Linked DNA regions of Sus scrofa: region 2 is linked to region 1. Evidence: chromatin contacts called from public Hi-C data. All regions are on one chromosome and are shown on one strand. The core of a region is the stretch at or near the end of the contact, and the rest is flanking DNA. Distances in the headings are between cores, read along the strand shown. Region 1 has its middle 38 kb from the start of DAGLA. Region 2 holds the start of SYT7 (synaptotagmin-7).

Region 1 (7,784 bases), core at 3,384-5,883:
CTTCCCCTTCCTGCCTGGCTAGCCAGGGGCCAGCCCAGGAGCTCTGCAGCCCCACCCCACCCAGCAGCGGTGGGTGCCCAGCGGCGCCCAGTGGGCGAGCTGTCAGTTTCCATTCCTTCCGCCTCCTGATCCTCTGACAGCTGCTGCGCTCAGCCACCTCCTGCGCCCAGGTGTGCGATCTGCTCCCCCGCTCAGGCATGGAGCCGTGGGGCCAGGAAGTGTCACTTTCCATTTCTTCCCACAATGCTGAGCTCCCCATGCATTCTAGGCTGCAGCCGTGGCTCCAGGGACCCTGGTGCATCAGGGCCCGTTATCACTAACACGACAGCCCAGGAGGAAGGGTCTGATGCAGCTGAAAATGGGGTGGACAGACCAGCGCTCGGGAACATGGCAGGGATAAGAAAGCCAGCTCATCAGTGAAGAATTCGGGCTCTGGGGGTACACAGGCCTGAGTTCAAGGCCTAGGTCCAGCATTTATCAGCCACATGCCCTTAAGCAAGTTACAAAATTGAATTTCAGGGTCCCTGTCTGTAAAAAGAGCAAGAGGCCTCCCAGTTAAAAACTCAGATGTGACGGACGGATGGAAATTCACATCCCAACTCCAGCACTTATTGCTGATGACACTTGGCACAAGGCACTTCGCCTTACTGACCTCAGTTTCCCTGTCTGCTGAGTGGGAATAATCCCTGTGGCAACCGCATGGCATCCAGGGAGGCCCAAGGCCTTTTCCCGGTGTCCGGAGTTTCATAAGTTTTCCGTAAGCCCTTATTATGCCTGTGACCTCTCAGGGTCATTGTAAGGGCCAAATGGGATTGCCGGAATGTCACAGAAGCCCAGCGTTATTGTCTGACCCTGCTGGAGGGTCAGGCCAGGCCAGGGAAGAAAGAGGCCAAGGTCAGGGCCATTCTCCCACAGCCAGGCTGGGAAGGAGACAGCCAGTGTCCCCCACAGAGGCCAAGCCCTGGAAGTTTGTAGCCAAGGCCTGGGATAGTTGACCCTGAGGCCAGTGACTGAGGGCCAAGGGACAAAGCCTGGTGTGGGGAACTTATTCAAAGGTGACCGTGGCAGTGGGTTGGGAGAGAGAAACCAAGCCCACTTGAGCCTGGCCTCTGGATGATCCCTCCATCCCCCAGCCCCCAACACCCACCTAGGTCACCCATGCTGACCTCTAGATGTCCAGGCCCCCTCTCCCTGCTCCCCTTCACCAGGCAGCTGCTCCAGGATCTTCTGAAATCACAATGCTGATCCTACCCAGCACCATTAAAATTGCTACATGGCCTCCAGAGACCCTTAGTACAAAATAGAAAAAATGGAACCTTCTCAACAGTCAAAGAGTTGGGCTCATTCACGGAGCATTATACCAGGAAGACTTTGGAGCTGTGGCAGAGGGCCACGTGAGGGCCTAGGGAATCAGGAGTCAGGAATTAATCCTGCCTCCGGGAGGGGGTGGCAGGAAAGCTTCTTAGAGAAGGAGGCACGGCGCTGGGTCTTGGAGGAAGATGAGCTGGTGTCCCTGGGGTAAAGGAAAGGAGGGGTTAGCCCCAAAGGCAGGGGCGTGGGGTGGGGGAGCTGAGAGAACAGCAAGAAGGGAGGTTCCCAGAGGCCTATGGAGGTTCCCAGGCTAGGCGTTGAATTGGACCCTACACCGCAGCCACAGCAACGCCAGATCCAAGCCTCCGTCTGTGACCTACACCGCAGCTCATGGCAACACTGGATCCCTAACCCACTGAGCCAGGCCAGGGATTGAACTTGCGTCCTCATGGATGCTAGTCAGATTCGTTAACTGCTGAGCCGCAATAGGAACTCCTATTTGTTTTTTTAATGGCCGCACCCGTGGCATATGGAAGTTCCCAGGCCCCGGGATCAAATCCAAGCTGCGGCTATGGCCTGTGCCACAGCTGCGGTAATGCCGGATCCTTAACCCACTGTGCCAGGCTGGGGATCACACTTGCGACTCCACAGCAACCGAGCCACTGCAGTTGGATTCTTAACCCGCTGCGCCAAGTGGGAACTCCTGTAGGTGTTTTTTAAAAGCTGGTGTGCTGCAGGGCTTACAGGTGGATGAGTGTAACCCCTGCAGATTCTCAGGGAGGCCCCAGGGCGTTCCTGGGATGAAAGAGGGGACCTGGGGGTTGTGGCAATAGGGACCTGCCATGAGGGAGCCAGGGGAGCTCCAGGTGCCCCCAGACAAGCGCACGACTCTATTTTAAAGAGAGTGCCTATGGAGTTCCTGTTGTGGCTCAGTGGTAATGAACCTGATTAGAACCCATGAGGATGCAGGTTCGATCCCTGGCCTTGCTCAGTGGGTTAAGGATCTGGCATTGTTGTAGTTGTGGTGTAGATTGCAGATGCAGCTCAGCTCTGGCGTCGCTGTGGCTGTGGCATAAACGGGCAATTGCAGCTCAGATTGGACTCCTAGCCTGGGAACCTCCATGTGCCATGGTTTCAGCCCTAAAAAGAAAAGAGAGAGAGAGAGAGAGAAAGAGAGAGAGCCCACTGTGCAGACAGTTCAGGCTGGGACCAGTTCCTTTCCATGCCCTGAGGTCAACCCCTCCTCAACTATGGTGGAGGAATTCAGGAGCCTGTGTTCTCGGAAGGGCCCTTTTCATTAGAGACCAAATAACTTGATCCTCCGGGGCTGGGGCGGGGCCTCCCCTTCCTCATCCCGCCTCTCCCCTGGGGAGGCCTCTATCCTCCCCCCAACCATGCACACACATTTTCTCACCTGGAGCAGAAGCAAGGTCCCCCCGGAGCCTGGCTAAGCGGGTCAGCCTTGCTTCCTGGTGGAAGACCGGCGGGCCGCACGCTGAGGGCCAGCACAGCCTGGCCCCAGCTGGAGCGGTGCCACAGCCACCTTGGGGCTCACGTGAGGCTCCTGTCTTCTGGGAACGAGATGAGAACGGAGATATCCCCATAAGCGCAGGAAAAGCCATCACATCCCGTAATAGTTGGCAGGAAGGTTAATTGGATGCCGTGCTAAGCTTATTCCTGGGACAGGCATGTTAATAGCGCTAAAGACTCTGAAAACACCCGGAACTACATGGAGGAATTAATAAGCTTGGGAGAGTCCAAAGTCACATTGAACAGCACCCAGGAGTGGACAGAGCACCCGACCAGGAGTCTGAGCCCCTGGCTCCTCAGCTCAGCCTGACCAGCAGCTCACGGCAGCCCTCAGGGATGCTCCTGCCTCTCTGGACCTTGAAAAACCTTACTGTGTGCAAGGCGGGGTCCCCTGGCCACCTGGCTGAAGCCTCGCTGTGGTCCCGTGCAGTGGCCTTGAGGAAATTGAGGTTCCTTGGGGAGAGGTGACTTTTGCCAGAGCTTGCAGTGATGGGTCACGACTGGACCTGGACTCTGTGCTGAGAGCCGTTCATTAAGGGGCTGAACTGAGAAGCCTGATGAGTGTCTGCCACCTGGGTTGACATTCCCTTCATGTCCACTAGGAGGCGCCCCAGATCTTCTCGTTGGCACCAGTACCTTCGTCCTTACCAGTGTGGTCTCCCCGCTGGGTGCTCTCTGAGCTGGTGAGTCTAGGAGGCCAGGTGCTAGGACAAGGTCAGAAGGCACCTGGTCCTCTCTCTCCCTCCCAGCCCACCCCATGGAGGGGGCTCCTGTGCGCACCTTCCAAGAGTGAGAGAGGGAAGAAAGGGATCTCAAACCCAAGGGCCCATTGGTTCCTTCCTCAGGAGCCCCATGTGCCAGACTGGGGTCAGCTACAAATGTCAGAAGCTCAGAGAGGCTTAGTAACTTGTCTGAGGTCATACAGCCAAGTGTGTCTGATTCTTTTTTTTTCCTTTTTGGGGCTGCACCGTGGGGTATCAAAGTTCCCAGGCTAGGGGTCAAATCAGCTGCCAGCCTACACCACAGCCACAGCAATGGAGATCCCAGACGCGTCTGCGACCTACACCACAGCTCATGGCAACACAAGATCCTTAACCCACTGAGCAAGGCCAGGAATTGAACCTGATGACAGAAGGGCTGAGCCTTCCACCATGTCCCTCCAGTCACTCGAGGGTCAAGGGCTTGGTCCAGGCAGTCAGGGCTGGGCATGGAGGCTTGTGGAAGGGCCAGGGGGAGGTGCTCAGCTGGCAGCTGGTGGATGCCCTTGACACTGGGGTGGGCGTCTTTATCTAAGAGTGGGTGTCTATATGGGGTTAGGAGGAGAGGAGGCGTGCATTGGGCTCAGACCCAGGGGAGGGGGGAAACGGGGTGGGGAGAAATCTTCTGGGAGGGGGGCCGGAAGGCTGTCATTTGGGGAGGGGGTCTGAGCAGTGGTTTGGAGGGGCTAAAGGATCCGCTGTGAGCTGGTACAGAGCCAACAGGAGAGGCTGGGCTGGATGAGGGGAGGTGACAGTGACCTTGAATGTGGGGCTGCAAGGTACCCCCCTCCCTACTTTTCCGGCCGCGTGGATGCTTCTCCAGTGTAGGAGGCCTGGACCTGCCAGGGAACCAGGAGGAAAGCCGAGTATCTGAGGAGCGAGCCTCCCTGCCTCCCCAAGGTTACAGCCTGCTCCTGCCCTCTCACCCTGACGGGCCACCCTGGCCAGGACCTTCCCCCAGAGCAGGTCTGAGTCAGTCCACTCCCCAGCCTGGAGACATCCAACCCCACTCTGTCACTCAGGTCTGCATGGCAGGCAGTGACGGAGGCAGGGCCAGGCCCAGGGCAGGGCTTTGGGCTCAGGGGGGTGGAGGTGAACCCAGCCCAGGCCCCAGGGCACAAAGCTGGGGAGGCAGGGGACCAATGGCATGGGCCGCGATGGGGCTGCTCTGGGTGTGGGGGCTCGGCCTCCCCATAGACAGATGAGTGAGGGGGACCCTCATTGGACAGAGGAGCGCCCTGGAAACTCCCAGCTCTTCCCCTGGCAGGTCACAGAACCTGCTCTCCCAGCCTGGGCCCCTCCCTTGCGGCAACGTGTCCAGGGGCACCTGACTTTAACAGGCTATAAATAGAGGGATGACGGAAGGCTCCAGAAGCCCGAGGGAGGCCAGGAGAGAGGGATTCTGGTTCTTCCCAGAGGGGCCCAGTGAGGCAGCACTGACAAGGCAACATGTCTGTGGTGAGTCTTTGGGGTTGAATTAGGAGTCCCCTTGGCAGAGGAGGTCCAGAAGGAGGCATTCGGGCAGAGGGAACAGTCTGGTTAAGCAGCGGAGCAGGTGGGTGGCTCAGAGTTGCTGGGCAAAGGCTGCAGGGGGTTGTGGCCAAGGGCCCTGAATGGCAGGGTAAGGGCTTTGTTCAGGGAGCTGGGTCTTGCCCTCATAATAGTTCTGGTTCTGTGATGGGGGGGTCCAGAGTAACACACAAGAATTAGCTGAGAGCCATCAGGCTGCCTGCCTGGAGCACAGTGCCAGAGAATACGTGGCCATCCTTCCCCAGGGGAGCGAAGCAAGCTATGGTGTGCTAGAGACTGCTCACTATGTCCCCGTTATCTTTGCCATCGAACCCCTGATTTTTAGCTGGACATATAATCTTTTGAAATAAAGAGCTTTCCCAACCTGCCTTAGACCTAGCTATGACCACGTGAATAAGCTCTGCCCCTGGGGTCTAAGAAACGTCATCAAAAGGCAGGGGGTTGCACTCTTTCTGCTCTTCTTCATTTCCATTGGTTGGCATATGCATGTGATTGCTGGAGCTGGAACAGCCTTTTTGGATCATGAGGTAGACGCCATGTATTAAAGACGACCAAGCATCAAGAAGGAAGTTATCCAGGTTCTGATGTTTGCGGTGCTGCCATATCAGTCCTGGACGAGATACCTCCAAATGTCATTTACTTGGGAGGAAAGAGACTCCTATATTGTTCGACACACTATTTCTCTAGGGTTTTTCGGTCTCCTTCAGCTGAACATCATTCTAAACAAGGCACAGAAGTGAATCTTGAGAAGCCTTGTACTCCGCTGTTCTGCCACTGAAGTAAATCCATAAACAAAACAAAATGAAAAAAGAAAACCCCATTACAAATCTATTAGGCAGTAAGAGCAGGCACAGTTCCCTTCCAGGTATGATTCCTCATTCACTGGACTTTTTCCAGCATCTCCCTTCCCTGTAGTTTCAATAGGATGCTTGAAAAGGCACTGTCTCGTAGTTCCCATTGTGGTGCAGGGGAAACAAAGTCGACTAGGAACCATGAGGTTGTGGGTTCGATCCCTGGCCCTGCTCAGTGGGTCAAGGATCTGGCTTTGCCATGAGCTGTGGTGTAGGTCACAGACATGGCTCAGATCTGGCGTTGCTGTGGTTGTGGCGTAGCCCAGTGGCTACAGCTCTGATTAGACCCCTAACCTGGGAACTTCCATATGCTGCCGGTGTGGCCCCAAAAAGTCAAAAAAAGACAAAAAAAAAAAAAAAAAAAGAAAGGCATGGTCTCTATTGCAGATAATATACAACATCCTGAGATGTCTTGGCTTCCTAGGCCAGGCCCCCCACCCAGACTGCCGGGCCTTCTGGATGCCGTGACTCGGGACCCCATCCCCCACTTGAGAGCCATAGGCTCTGAAAGGCACCAGAGGCTTGAGCCTCTCGCTGTTGCAGGAGGATACACCTTAGTTAAGCCCCTGAGCCTTTCTGGACGGGTCCCTCTCACCTCTTTCCTGGGACAACAGGGTCGCGTGGTCTTTGCCAGGATGAGATGGCAATGACAGTGATGATGCTAAGTTGCCACTTAATGAAGACCCTGGAACCCTAGAGTGTGCGGCGCTCTCTGAGAGGACCGGTCAAGTGGCCTCTTCCCCTCGCTGAGATGGAAACGGAGGAGAACCCAGCTCTTGCCTAAGGCTTTAAAGGAGCCCTTTCCGGAACCACCTTCTCCTTGCGTGACTGCAGGAGCAGTTGTGAGAGCTCTGCCTGGTCACGCCCCCGATTACTGGACCCAGGGCAGGAGCCGAGTCGCAAAAGGGGGGGCAGCTGGGGGGATATTTTTCTCCTCTCCACGCGGTTCAGGTCCTTCTGTCTCAGTGGCATCTGTTTGCCTCGGGTTAACGGTTGTGGGGCTCCCAGAGCTGCAGAGGGAGGCTGGGGGGTGGGCCAGCAGGGCCTCTGCCAGGAACACCCAGGGCTGTCCCCCCTCCCCCTCCCCTCCCCCACCTCCTGCCCCGGGGTGGCGGTGGGGGCTGCCTGGGCCATTCCTGCTGATCTTGGCTACTGAGGATAACGGAGGTGGGGGAGGCCGAAGGGGGTGTTTGCCCCAGGTGATGCAGGAAGCGGCAGCAGGCTGAGGTTAGGGGGTGTGGGATGAACGAACGGTGGGAGCCAGGCCGCCTGGGTTTCACCCCAGCTTCACTCCCAGCTCTGGGGTTCGCCTCATGATATAACCTCTCTGACCCTCGATTTTCTCATCTGGATGATGAAGAAACTCAGGACACCTTCTTCTTAGGGCTGTCACGAGGATTCGGTGAGTTAACACCTGTCAGGTTTTAGGCGGAGTGCGTGGTACCTAAAATGGGCTTGAAGAGTATTAGCTGCTAGTTGGCCGTTATTATTACAGTCCTTTTACTATTATCAAGAGGGGTTATGAGAGAGACGCTTAAACTCAATGAGCCCCCTCGGTGAAGGGAACTTCCGGTGAAGCATGTCGCTGCTGAGGTGTGACCTCGGCACACACCTCGAAGCGACATCTCCCATGTTGTAAAGCTGTCTGATTCTTCCGGCCCCGGGGGGAGAAGGTCTCCTCTGCTCAGGGAGGCAGAGGGGTGTAGGAGTTTCCAGCACAGACTCCGAGGCCAGACTGCCAGGGAATGAACCCAAGGTCTGTCCTTCTGGAATATTCTTTAAACCTTCTGTGGTGCCTGTTTCC
Region 2 (7,784 bases), core at 3,157-5,656, 45 kb after region 1:
AGACGACGTCTCTGAACGTTATGCTTTTACCTTCTCCAGACCCTTAATCCTCTGTCAAGGAGGAAGGGGAGCCTGGAGGGGGCGGCTGCGGGGCCGGGGTGGCAGAACAGGTCGCTCCTGGGCTGGCACATGGCAGGCTCTGCGGTTGCCTGCACAGCTGCCTTCCGGCTGGTCTCCGAGGCTGCCTTGCCTGGATCAGAAGGATTATGAGCCAGAGTCTCTTGCTCCCTGGATGGTGGTGAGGAGGGAGGTGTGTTTGTTCTGTCACGTGAGCTGCACAAACAGCTCCCTCAGCATTTTATTAATAATTCAGCCCATGGCCGAGAGGGCGGGGCTGGGGGGACGGGAGCTGTGGGGAGAGAGCAGCGTTGGAGACCATGCCAGGTGGAGGCCAGAGGGGGACCCAGGAGCCGTGGCCTAGCAACAGAGCCAGGCAGCCTCAGGGGCCCTGTTTAGGAGAATACAGGCCTGGCATCTGCTCCTGAGGGGCAGAATGTCCCCCACCCCCACCCCCGCCTCACCTCCCTCCCAAAGCCGGCCCAGGACACCTGGACCCTGAAGACAGCACCAGGTCACAGACGGACCCGAGGGGGCCACAGCCCGCCCTGTGACAGTCCTTGGAGAACCAGATGCCACCAGCATTTCCTGCCACGTCATGGAACCCAGGACACAGGGCCAGCAGCGTCAGAGAATGAGAGTGGGGTGGAAGGGGAGAGGCGGAGCAGCAAATCCCCAGGCCCTTGCCTGCGAGGGGACTGGGCAGAGCAGACGTGATGCCTAGGCTCTGACTTCCTTTCTCAGAGGAACCGCTCCCTCCCCCAGGCTTCATTTCCTGCTTGGGCTCTGCCCCCCACCCCAGACGTTCAGAAGCTCTGGGCTCAGAAGACAGGAACTCCCACTTGGCTTGGCTCTCAACGATGCTCCAGCAGGAGAGAGTAGCCTTCAAATGCAGGCGAGTGGTTCAAGGTTAGACATTTGGAAGAACTTCCCCAACAGGCAAAAACATGGGCATGGGGAATACATGATGTCCTTGCTAAGGATAAACGAGTGATGATAACGACATTCACAAAGCTATCAAGAGGGAGTTCCCATTGTGGCTCAGCAGGTTAAGAACGCTACTAACGTCCCTGGAGATGTGGGTTCGATACCTGGCCTCTCTCAGTGGGTTAAGAATCAGGCCTTGCCACAAGCTGCCACCTAGGTGACCGATGTGGCTCTGATCCCGAGTTGCTGTGGCTGCGCTGTAGGCCTACAGCTGCAGCTCCAATGCAGCCCCTAGCCTGGGACCTTCCAGATGTGCAGATGTGGCCCTAAAAAAAAAGAAAAACAAACAAAACCCAAAATCTATCGAGCAGCAGTTCTGTGCTCCACACATCATATGAAGTGCTTTCATTCTATTATCTCATTTAATCCTTATAGGAGACCTTATTGTTATCTCCATTGTAGGAATGAGGAAACTGAGGCCCAGAGGTGTCAAGAAGTCTGCTCAAGGCCACACACTATGAAAGGCAGAGCTACATAAAACTGTAGTCTTTCTGGGAGTTCCCTTCATGGCTCAGCGGTTAACGAACACGACTAGGATCCATGAGGATGTGGGTTTGATCCCTGGCTTCACTCAGTGGGTTAAGGATCTGGTGTTGCTGGGAGCTATGAGGTAGGTCACAGACGTGGCTCAGGTCCCATGTTACTGCGGCTGTGGCCTAGGCCAGCAGCTATAGCTCTGATTCAACCCCTAGCCTGAGAACTTCTATATTCCATGGGTGTGGCCCTTAAAAAAAAAAAGCTGTACTCTTTCCTCTTTCCAAGGACTCTGTACATCCTAGACAGAGTAACTGTCAGTAACTGAGGCCAGGGAAAGGGTGTCTGCAGAGCTTTTCCTGTGCCAGTGATGCAGGCAGGAAATAAAAACCCACCCGGAATTCCCAGTGCGCCAGAGCCTCAGATTCCACAACTGTTATCTCCTGGGGTTTAGCTAGTGTGTCTGAGGGTCTCTTTGGCTCTAACATTCTGGCACAATGGTTGTCTAATGCCTGCTGGCAATGAATGAGATAGGAGCTTTTATTTCTATAAGCGACAGTCCATAAGCTCTCAGAGGGGTCTTCTTGCGAATCTCGTGGTGCTGGGCAAAAGGCCAGGCGTCAGGACCAAGGATTCTACCCGTGGTTCTCTCACCAGCTCCCTGGGCTGTTAGCTCTGGGCTATTAACTTCCCCTCTAGAGGCCTCATCTTCACCATCTGTCACCTGAGGTGTGGCCTGGGTCATCTCTCAGAGGTCCTCTCTCCACCAACTCTGGAAAAACGCCACCATCCTAGATGCTTAAAAAGGTCTGTTGCGTTGCAGTGACAAAGTCTGCATTCCTCCTTCTGGATTCTCAGGTTGATGGGTAGGGAGACTCCTGAACCGGGAGCCTTTCTAAGTGGTACCCATTGATGACAGGGGTGGGGGCAAGGGGGTGGAAGGGGTGGGGTGGGAAGGGGCGAGCTATTTGCTCTTTACTAGGATGGTGAGAGAGGCAGCCGGGGGATGACAGCCAGAGCAAGCCAAGCCTGGAGATGCTGGAGTCCCAGCCTGTTGGCTTTCTGGGGTCTGCCAAAAAAGGGTGTGTGGATAGTGCCTGAATTCTTGGCCGCAGGTGAGTGAGGATGGCCGCAGAGTGTGTGAAATATAATGGCCCCTGACCGGGGGATGAGGAGCTGAGTTTTCTGGCCACTGAGGAATTATGGGCTGAAACCTACAGATGCCTTTTTTCCTTCCATTTTTAATTAGAACATTCACTCCAAGGAAATCTGTTCTCCACCGGAACAGTCTTCATGGAGGTTTGCTTGGGGGAATTTCCTTGTCTATTTCTCAACCAGAAAAGCTGTGGGTGGAGGTGAATGTGTGTGTGTGTGTGTGTGTGTGTGTGTGTAACAGGCTTCGTGTGAGTTCAAGGGGATGGGGGGGGTGTCAACGTTGAGGAAGGCTTGAGATGGAGGCTTGTCCCTGTGGGTGCTGGCTGCCTGCTGTGCTGTGGGAAGGTGGAGGTGTGGCTGGGCGTGCGCCATGTAGTATAAAGTCCATTTCTGGGGTGAGAATAGGAATCTTTGGTTCACCTGCGAACGGCATTCTCAGCAGAGGGGGGTAGGGGCAGGATGCTGCAGCAGCCCTGGGATTTTGCCCTCCTGTGTATCCCCTTCAGTTCAGGGTAGGAGCAGGCCCTGGATTGTGTGACGCTTCAGTGTCTGTATCTCATTGTGTAGGAGGTGTATTTGCGTGTGTGTGTGTGTGTGTGTGTGTGTGTGTGTGTGTGTGTGTGTTGGGGGGTGCTGTGGAGGAGGTGAAGTAGGTGATTAGGTGTGTAGGTGTGTGTGGGGAGGTCTCTGTACCTGACACCATCAATGGTTCAGTTCCAGGCTTTTAAAAGCCTTGGGAGATGGGCCCCTTCTCCTCCCTGCCCCAGAATCAAACATTCTGCAGAGAAAGGAGAATTAGGGTTCACCTGATTTGGACTGTGCTGAACTGACAGCGGGGCGGAGGAGGCCAAGGGAGCCCACGGATGGAAGGGGAAGGAGGCCTTTCTTACCCACTGAAGTGCTGGGGTCAAGGGAATTGGGGGGGGGGGTGCAGGGGAGGAGAGGTGCAAGAGAAGGATGAGCAGAGGCTGAAAGGGCTCTTTTCTTCTATTGAGCGGCTGGGTTAAGTGGAGAGGGTCACTAAGCCTAGTCCCTCACAGAAGGTGGCGATGCTAGACCTTGGTTCCAGCTGTGGGCAAGATCTGGGGATGGCCAGAGCTTCGGACCAGGCTCAGCGCTGGCAAAAAATCCACTCCTGGTTTTCACACACGCCAGCTCCCCTTCCTGAAACCGCCGCGCTGTCGAGTCCCGAGCTGACGCCCTCCAGCCGCCACCGAGCGAAAAACCCGGAGTGGATCTCCACGCCTTTTGGAATGGAGTCAAAGGGCGCCTCGGAGGAGGTGGCCCGCTCCGCCGCCCTGCCGGGTTCGAAGCCGCGGCCATCAGCGCGGGGCATCCGCCGGGCGGGTCGCGCGGTGCTCCGGGACTCGCAGGCTCGAAGAGCCCAGCCGGCGGGCTCCGTGCCCTCCCCCCAGGGGCTGCGGGCGGGCGGGGCGTGGGGCGGTGGCGGTGCCCTCGGGGCGGCTCCTGGCGGCGGTGGGCGCGGGCTGCAGTGCAGCGCGCGGCCGGCAGCGGGCAGCAGCGGGCACAGGCGGTGGCGGTGGCGGTGGCGGCGGCAGTGGCAGCGGCGCTCGGCAGCGGGCGGGCGGCGCCGGCGGTGCCCCGGGCGCGCTCACACACGCGCTCACACACACACATACACACGGCCTCGTACACACTCACACACGCTCCGGCGCGCACACGCGGCGCGCAGGCCAGAGGGAGGAGGCTCGGCGCGGCTCGGCGGCGGCGGCAGCGTGCTCGGCGGGCGGGCGGGAGGGCTGGCGGGCGGCCCCCGCTCCCCGGCTCCGCGGCTCGGTGCAGCCAGTGCGGCCCCCGCCCTCGGACCCGCCCCCGGGGTCGCCCAGCCCCATGCCCTGCAGCGGCGGCGGAGCAACGCGCGGCCGCGGGCGGCTCTGAAGAGCCCGGAGGGAGCCGGAGACGAGGGGACCATGTACCGGGACCCGGAGGCGGCCAGCCCAGGTAAGCGCGGCCCCGCGCGGGCTGGGGCGCCCCGCACCGGCGGGCAGGACGGCGGCAGCGCCGGGCGCCGTCTCGGAGCCCCAGCCCGGGGCTGCTGTCCACGGAACCGCCGGACTGCCCCCACTCAGGGTCACCCCAGCCCCGGGAGCACGGGCTTGAGCAGCAGCAGCCCGGACCCCGGCCCCCCGCAGTCCGGGCACTGCCAAGCTTGATGCCGGGGCGCCGGCTTCGCAGTGTCCCCACAAGGACCTCCCCCCCCACCCCCAGCAGCCCAAGGACAACGTGTGTGGCGGAGCGAGGAGCCGCTGCCCCCGCAGTGCCCTCAGAGGCACCCCCGGGTCCCCAGCACCCGTACCCCTGGGGTGCCAGTGCTAGGGGGCCACAGGGCAAGGATCCCGAGCAGCTTTCGGCCAAGGTTGTGGGCACCGGGAAGCGGAGTGACACCGGCAGTGCCAACTGTGAATTGAGAGGGTGCCAGGGGGCGAGTGAGAATCTGGTGCAGCAGCAGGAGACGGGGGCTCTGGGGGGAGGGGGTAGCGAGGCGCAGGAGCGTGGAGGAGGGAGGCAGGGGTACCTGAAGGGAAAGAGAGCAGAGACTGGTGAGAATAAGGGTGAATGGGGGGAATGTTCTCCTGGGCTTGGGGAAGGGGTAAGCAAAGAACCCCAAACTCACTCCCGTCCGGGTCGGAGAAGGAGGGGGAGGGGCCGTGCTCCTTTGCATTTCTCCGGAGCCCAAGCCCGGGGAGTGGCCTGGGAGCCCACGGCTGCCTGGCCTCCTGGAAGCCAAGCCGAGGAATCTTTCCACCTTCCTCGGGAAATTGCTCTGCCATTTCCTCCTTGGCTCCTGACGCCTCCTCACACAGTGCCCACCTGTAGGCAGGTCCCCTGCAGCTCCTGCCCAGGCTCAGTCTCGGCTCCCACCTGGGGTGCCCCACCCCAGACCCAGCACCCCCTGCCTGCCAGCTCTGGCAGCAGGGTCTCATGCCTCTGGGTTTCTCTCTGATGCCAAAAGCACGACACGGCAGCCTGAGGACTTGCACCCAGATGAAGAGCCTCCAGGCTTACTGCTGCTGACCTGGGGCGGGGGACCACTAAGGCCCTTTACAGAAGGGGCCTAGAGCCCCAAGGCTTTTGAGGGCAGTCCAGGGGGAGCCGGCTTTGCCTGCTCTTGCCCCGGCCCGCATCTGCTCTTTCCCTCTAGGGGCAGCCTCAGCCTGTCCCTGCCTCCGTTCTCACCCCTATCAAGTCATTGCAGCCCAAGCCCACTGAGGAGGACCTCCTGGGTGCCAGGCGTGGCACACACTCAGCACTTGCGTACATGGGGCAGAACCTCATGCCCATCCACGAATGTCCTCTAGGTGATGGCCGAAGGGACATTGCCTTTGGAGACCCCTCCCCTCATCTCTCTGCACCCGGGTCACCTACCCTGCCATCTTCCCCCAAGAGGCCACCAGCCACCAGCACTTGGACCAAGGACAGAAGCGTTCTCTGGCTTGGATCACCCCCTCCGAAGCCAATGGCTTAGTTCAGAGACCAGCTCTGGGGTCTGCAGATGGGAGGGGGAGATGCAGTGAGGACATTCCCCTCCCCCACCCTGCCAGGCTGGCAGCCTCTCCTTTCCTATCAGGCCAGTGGCCTGGGGCTCTGACCTGGTCCCCTCTCCCTCCCTCCTCTTTCCTCCCACGCCTGGGCACCATGACATCACCACTCCTCCAAGCACCTCTGCCCTCTCCACAGAGGCCAACTTGATGTGCTTGGCATCTTCTGGGCAAAGGGCCTGGAACCCAGTCCCGCCCCTGGCACACTGGCAGCCCCCAGGCTTTGCCCTCTCCCCTTCCAGTGGGCCTCCGTGCCTGGGCTGGAGACCCATCTTGCCCACTGCGGCTGCAGGACAGTGGCAGTCCAGCAGGACAGGGACCGCTCGGACTGGGAAACAGGCTGGCCTGGGGTTTACTTCCTTTTCTCTGATGTGGACGCTTGGCTGGGGGGGGTCAGAAGCTGCCGTCGATCCCAGGCCCCTGGGGAACTGTCAATCTGGCCTCTGAGCCCTTACCCGCCCCTCCACCACCATCTCCGTGCTCCCTACCTACCTCCTGTAATCCGTACAGCTCCAGGTCGGACTTCCCCTCCCCCGCTCACCCTGGGCTCTCCAGGCTCTCCTCCCCCAGGCAGGTGTGTGTCCCCCGAGGCTGGCACGATATGCAAATAAACTCCCACGTGATTCAGGTCCACCCCTCTGGTTCCGCAAAGGCCGGTACCTTGTACATCCCCAACCCTCGTCCCACTGCCCAGAACACCTGCGGCCCAGTCCTTTAGAAAAATCCTAATCACCTGTCCTCTCCTGCGCCCCCACGTCCCAGGCTGGTTTCAGAAGGTCCCTGTGGTACCCACTCCTTCCTCCCAGGCCCTCTGCAAGTCCCCACAGGGCTCAGCCTTCTGCTAAGACCCTTACCCTGACAGGAGACAGGCGCTGTTCCCTCCCGCTGCAGACCCCTGGCCCCCAGGCCGTTCTCTCCCTGATCTATGGTGGCTGAAGCAAAGGACTGTGGGAAAAAGCCAGAGCCCAGTGAAGACTGCCCCCCCCACACACACACCCCCATCGCTTCTGTTCCCGACCTTGCCCCGCCTGCCCCGGCCATGCCTGCCACCTCCTTTGTGCCCCCTGCCATAGGTGTACACCCCTCTCCCTGCCCTCAGTCTCCATCCTCTGTTCCTCCCAAAGCTGGCCTGGCCAGGCAGCTCTGTGTCCCTTTCCCCGGGTAGGGCAGGGCCTCGGCAGGCCCGCAGGGGTCAGCGTTGCAGTGGGCAGGCAGGACGGTAGCAGGGGAGAAAGGGAGGGAGAGGTGACCTTGCAATGAGCGAGTGAGCAAGGCCAGGGAGGGAAAGTCTGGGCCAGTGCAGCAGCGCTGGGGGAGAGTTCAGGTCCTGAGGGCCCCGGGCCCTGCCCCCAGCCCCCTGTGAACTTGTCCTTGGGAGTCGCAGTGCTTGAAGTCTTCCCTGTCTGTCCCACCTGTTCGTCGGCTCTGCCCCCTACAGCAACTCTGCCGGGCATGTCATTCCTAGGGAGTATGGGGGACACTCTGCGTGGGACGGGGTGGGGGGGTGGGCTTGGCACAGTGGGTCTTCTCTCTCAATCAACGAGATTGTCC

Evidence for each region. A called contact is a pair of places that touch in the nucleus more often than the background predicts.
Region 2: a Hi-C map of skeletal muscle shows a contact between it and region 1, with 13 times the contacts expected there. The contact joins the promoter of SYT7 here to the enhancer-like site in region 1. A contact is called at or near these places in 1 of 5 promoter capture datasets (fetal skeletal muscle), 7 of 47 Hi-C or Micro-C datasets (embryonic fibroblasts, epiblast stem cells, fetal heart ventricle and 3 more) and 1 of 2 datasets of contacts at active chromatin or transcription factors (skeletal muscle).

The regions. Positions count from the first base shown.
Region 1 is chr2:9,897,953-9,905,736 of Sscrofa11.1, forward strand. No RefSeq gene overlaps it. Among named protein-coding and RNA genes, the nearest start is that of DAGLA, 38 kb to the left of the region's middle. Within about 2 kb of position 4,634, at least 10 of the 83 cell types and tissues checked have an H3K27ac peak or open chromatin away from gene starts, as enhancers often do. A contact at or near this core is called in skeletal muscle, where this site is marked.
Region 2 is chr2:9,943,556-9,951,339 of Sscrofa11.1, forward strand. SYT7 (synaptotagmin-7) reads left to right here and starts at 4,407. Exons shown (of 9, transcript XM_021082929.1): 1 at 4,407-4,635. The coding sequence starts at 4,605.